2 separate regions of the Pan troglodytes genome follow, and region 2 is linked to region 1. Evidence: chromatin contacts called from public Hi-C data. All regions are on one chromosome and are shown on one strand. The core of a region is the stretch at or near the end of the contact, and the rest is flanking DNA. Distances in the headings are between cores, read along the strand shown.

The links. Hi-C and Micro-C count contacts between places; a contact is called where the count stands out from the background.
Region 2: a Hi-C map of induced pluripotent stem cells shows a contact between it and region 1, with 2.9 times the contacts expected there. The contact joins two enhancer-like sites. A contact is called at or near these places in 3 of 7 Hi-C or Micro-C datasets (induced pluripotent stem cells and stem cell-derived neural progenitor cells).

The regions. Positions count from the first base shown.
Region 1 is chr2:21,881,685-21,884,384 of NHGRI_mPanTro3-v2.0_pri, forward strand. No RefSeq gene overlaps it. Among named protein-coding and RNA genes, the nearest start is that of TBC1D5, 150 kb to the left of the region's middle. Within about 2 kb of position 1,412, at least 1 of the 24 cell types and tissues checked has an H3K27ac peak or open chromatin away from gene starts, as enhancers often do. A contact at or near this core is called in induced pluripotent stem cells, where this site is marked.
Region 2 is chr2:22,286,462-22,289,161 of NHGRI_mPanTro3-v2.0_pri, forward strand. The region is part of intron 1 of LOC134809541 (a long non-coding RNA gene); the gene reads left to right. Among named protein-coding and RNA genes, the nearest start is that of SATB1, 150 kb to the right of the region's middle. Within about 2 kb of position 1,325, at least 2 of the 24 cell types and tissues checked have an H3K27ac peak or open chromatin away from gene starts, as enhancers often do. A contact at or near this core is called in induced pluripotent stem cells, where this site is marked.

The DNA.
Region 1 (2,700 bases), core at 162-2,661:
CCATTACCCGTGAGTTTTGTACTTTCAGGTGATTACTTATTGCTTATTGATGTCATTTTCTTTCTGATTAAAGTTCTCCCTTTAGCATATCTTGTAGGACAGGCTTGGCATTGATGAAATCCCTCAGCTTTTGTTTGTCTGGGGAAGTCTTTAATTCTCCTTCCAGTTTGAAGGATATTTTCACCTGATACACTATTCTAGGGTAAAAGTTATTTTCCTGCAGCACTTTAAATATGTCATGCCTCTCTCTCCTGGCCTGTAAGTTTTCCACTGAAAAGTCTGCTGCCAGATGTACTGGAGCTCCATTGTATGTTATTTATTTATTTTCTCTTTCTGCTTTTAGGTTCCTTTCTTTATTCTTGAACTTTGGGAATTGTATTATTAAGTGTCTTGAAGTAGTCTCCCTTGCATTAAATTTGCTTGCTGTTCTATAACTTTCTTGTACTTGGATATTGATCTCTTCCTCTTGGTTTGAGAAGTTCTCTGTTATTATCCCTTTGAATAAACTTTCTATCCCTATCTTGTTCTCTACCTCCTCTTTAAGGCCAATAAATCTTAGATTTGCCCTCTTGAGTCTATTTTCTAGATCCTGTAGGCATGCTTCATTGTGTTTTATTCTTTTTTTGTCTCCTCTGACTGTGTATTTTAAAATAGCCTGTATTCAAGCTTACTAATTCTTTCTTCTGCGTGATTAATTCTGCTATTAAAGGATTCTGATGCATTCTTTACTATGCCAATTGCATTTTTCAGCTCTAGAATTTCTACTTGATTCTTTTTAATTATTTCCATTTCTTTGTTAAACGTATCTAATATGAATCTGAATTCTTTCTCTGTGTTACCTTGAATTTCATTGAGTTTCCTTATGACGGCTATTTGAATTTTCTGTCTGAAAGTTCACATATCCCTGTTTCTCCAGGATTGTTCCCTGGTGACTTATTTAGTGCATTTCATGAGGCCATGTTTTCCTAAATGGTGTTGATGCTAGTAGATGTTCTTTTGTGTTTGGGTATTGAAGAGTTTGGTATTTATTGTAGTCTTTACTGTCTGGGCTTATTTATAGCTGTCTTTCTTGTGAAGGCTGTCCAGATATTTGAAATGACTTGTGTGTTGTAGTCTAAGCTGTGCTTTAGGGGGCGCCCCAAGCCCAGTAACACTGTGGTTTTTGCAGACTTGAGGTACTGTCTTGTTAGTCTTGGACAAGATCTGAGAGATCTGCGTTACCAGGCAGAGACTCTTGTTCTCTTTCCTTGCTTTCTCCCAAACATACAGGGTCTCTCTTTCTGTTCTGAGCTAGCTAAAGGTGGAGGTGAAGTGACACAAGCACCCCTGTGGCCACCAATACTATGACTACACTGGGTCAGACCTGAAGCCAGCACAGGACTAGGTCTCACCCAAGGCCTGCTGTAGCCACTCCATGACAACTGCCTATATTCACTTACGGCCCTGGGGCTCTACAGTCAGCAGGTGGCAAAGTCAACCAGGCCTGTGTCCTTCCTTTCATGGTGGCAATGACCCCCAGTCCCTGGGTGGGTCCAGAACTGCCTTCTGGGAGTCAGGGACAAGAGCTAAATTCCTTAGAAGTTTATCTGGTATTCTATTGTATTGCGGCTGAGGTGGCACGAAAACTACAAGATGCATTCCTTCCCACTCTTCCCTCCTCTTTCCATAGGCAAAGGAGCCTCACCCTGTAGCTACTGCCACCCCAAGCCATGAGGAGTAATGCCAGACTACTGCTGATGTTCCTTTAAGGCCCAAGGTCTCTTAAGTCAGCTTGTCATGAATGCTGTCTGGCTCATTACTCACCCTTTAGGGCAGTAGACTCCCCTCTGGCCCATGGGAGGTCAAGGAATGTCATCCAAGAGCCATGTCCTGGAATTGGGGACCCCAGGAGCCCACTTGTGTTCTACCCCACTGTGGCTGTGCTGTTACCTAAGGTGCAAGACAAAATCCCATTTACTTTTCCCTCTGCTTTTCTCAAGCAGATGAAGTTTTGCCCCACAGCCACCACAGTTGGTATAGTGCTGAAGCCAGCAAGTCTCAGAGGCTCACCCAAGGCCCTCAATGTAGTACCTGGGTATTGTTGCTGGTTGTTCAGGGACCAAGGACTCTTCAGTTAGCAGGTGATGAATGCTGCCAGGATTGGGTCCTTTCCTTCAAGGCAATGGGTTCTCTTCTGGCCCAGAGTTTGTTTAGAAATGTCATCTGGGAGCTAGGGCCTGGAATGGGGGCCTCAGACTCTGACTGGTGCCCTGTCCTGCTGTGGCTGAGCTGGTATCTTAGATGCAAGACAAAGTCCTCCCTACTCTTCCCTCTCCTCTCCTCAAGTGGAAAGAAGAGGTCTCTTTTGGAGCCTTGAGCTGTACAGCCTGGGATTAGGGGAGGGGTAATACCGGCACTCCCTTGGCTGCCCTAGCTGGTGTCTCCGTATGTCATATACCCCCTCAGTCCACTTCCTCTGGGCCTAGTTCAGCACTAGGACTAACCCAAGAGTTTCAGTCTTTATGGCCTAGACAGCCTTTCAAATTTGCTTGGAGACACAGTGTTGCAGCCGTCTGTGGCGAGGTTTGCAGGCACTCAAGTTCGGACTGCTGGGATGGCAATTCCTTCTGGCTAGAGTTAATTTAAATGCTTTGTCTGTGGGTGGGTGTCAGCTGGGTTTGGTCCAGTTTTTCTTTCTGCTCTAACAGGACAAAACTGAGT
Region 2 (2,700 bases), core at 75-2,574, 400 kb after region 1:
TTTCTAAGGTTTTGAAAATTAGAGAAATATAGATTAAATATGCATTTTGAAATTGTTAATTATAACTATTAATGGAATTAAAAATCAGAAGCTATCTTTACAAAGCTTGGAAAATATGAAATATGGAAATATAGTTTTGATAGCAAAAGTCAGAAAAAAGTGAAAAAATGAGGATGCATAAAATAGATCATATGGATAATATGATAGTTAAAAAGCAAATATTTATTTTGTAAAAAAATTAATTGATTAAAATACCATATTAAAAGCCAAGATTTATATTTGATCAAAACCAAAATCCCACTATCTGCTGACAATGGCATACATCAAAAACGGACACAAAGCTGTACCACTAAACATTAAAGTACAGATTAAAATATGTTTAATAAGCGCTGATCAAGGAAACCATATTGTTTAACTAATATCAGGCAAAGTAGAATTCAGTGCAACATGTAAAGAATGTCCTTGTCTTAGAGGGTCACTTTACATCAATACAAGGTATATTTGGTAAAGAAAATGTAAAAATTTTAAACCTCCCTGTACCAATTCCAATTACAACCACATATATAAAGTGAAAATTATTATAAATTAAATGGAATTTCAGGTATACTAAGTGCAAATTTAAAAAACATTTTCCCTAAAGTTGAAAAAAAGAAAAGCACACAAAAATAGTATACTTTGGAAAGAATTGGCAGTTTTAACTATTTTTTTCAAAGTTGAGTCTTTATGTAAAAAAGTACACAATAAGAGGCTCCAAGTTGGCTAACTAGGGGCATTTTATACTTGCTTCCTCCACTAAGAAGAACAAAAATAGCAAGTAGATAATCACACTTTAAATAGATCATCCAAGAGAAAACACTGGAATTCAACATATAAGTGACAGGCAATACCTAAAGCAAGGAAGGAGAAAGAAGCAAGGCAGCCTACTTGGCTGGCTTAGCTGGGAGCTGAGAGAGACTCCTCAATATGGGGGAAAGAGTGAGAGACCCTCAGCAGTCCACATTCTCAACTTGGACTCCAGTCCTAGCCATGGAAGAACCCCTCAACCCTCACAGGCCCTGAAACTAATGTAGGGAGCTGACAAGGAATTGTACCACAAGCACTGTGCCAGGGAGGAAAGCTTCTGCTGGGTCCCTCACATTCTTTGAGACCTAAGCAGCAATGGCAAGGTGCCATTTTAGAATTCCATCCCCAACAGGCTGCACGCTATCCTGAAGCCCAGCAGCGCTGAGGCTGAGGTGCAAGAAAAGAGCTGGCTTAGGCAGGCTACCACACCCAGGGCTGAGGCATGAGTGGTATGCACACTCCCCACCTGCCAGTCTAGGTTGTCATCACTGAAGATAGCACTGCCCCCCAGTGGCAGAGCAGCAGCATGGCCACTGCCACCCCCTACCTGAACATTCCACTGATTGCCTAGGAATTACCCTACCCCTGCATACCATGGCCAGTTCCTATACACATTATCAAGGGGTCTGAGGGCAAGACAGCCTGCCCCAGCTTCATCCTTCCTTCCTCTGCCATGACAGAGCAGCACAGAGTTCAGGGACCGGGGGATTGCCCAGCCTAGTCCACCACCAATGGTACCTGAACACTCCTCCCAGGGACCTGAGGTTGGGCCTAACCACTGGGCCACTATCACCTAGTTGCACTGCCACCTGTGGGCCTGGAGGCTGACTTGTTCAGCCATTCAGCCACTGCCAGCACCAGCACACAGTGATCAGGAACCAGAGAGTTGTCCTACAACTGCCACTGCCACTGCCATTGCCATTGCCCATGCCATGCCAGCTTCTCTTTTAAGACAGGCACATTCTACCCATCACTGAGGCCCAAAGCCTGACCTATCTGGCATCCCAGTTGCCAGGAAAACTGCACACAGCATCTACTAATAACTGCACTCTAAGCCACCAAGTAAATATAAAATACCACTGACGCTGTTTACAGACAAACAAATCACGCAGAGACAACTCTCCTGCATACACCAAGAATCAAAGCCAAAGTGCCTTAGCCAACTAACACCATAGATTCATCCTTAGGAAAAAGTCCTTCCCTACAAAAGCAAATTCAGAAAACTGGAAGAAGCGACTTATATGCCAGATGCATAGATATCAACATAAGGACACAGGAAACATGAAAAAGCAAAGAAATATGACACATCCAAAGGAACAAAATAATTTTTCAGAAACACATCCCAATCAAAAAGAAATCCACAAACTCCTGGAAAAAGAATTCAAATTATTGATTTTAAAGAAGCCCAGTGAGATACAGAAGAACTTTAAAAACAGTACAGGCCGGATGCAGTGGCTCACGCCAGTAATCCCAGCACTTTGGGAGGCTGAGGAGGATGAATCAGCTGAGGTCAGGAGTTCGAGACCCACCTGACCAATATGATGAAACCTGGTCTTTTCTAAAAATACAGAAATTAGCCGGGTGTGCTGGCAGGATTACAATCCCAGCTACTGAGATTAGGAGGCTGAGACAGGAGAATCATTTCAACCCAGGAGGTGGAGGTTGCAGTGAGCTGAGATCGTGCCATTGCACTCCAGCCTGGGCAACAAGAGTGAAATTCTCTCAAAAAAAAAAAAAAAAAAAGTACAAAAAAAATTCGGAATATGAATGTGAAATTTACCAAAGAGATAGATATCACAAAAAAGAACCAAACAAATTCTGAAACTGAAGAATTCATTGACTGAATGACAAAATACA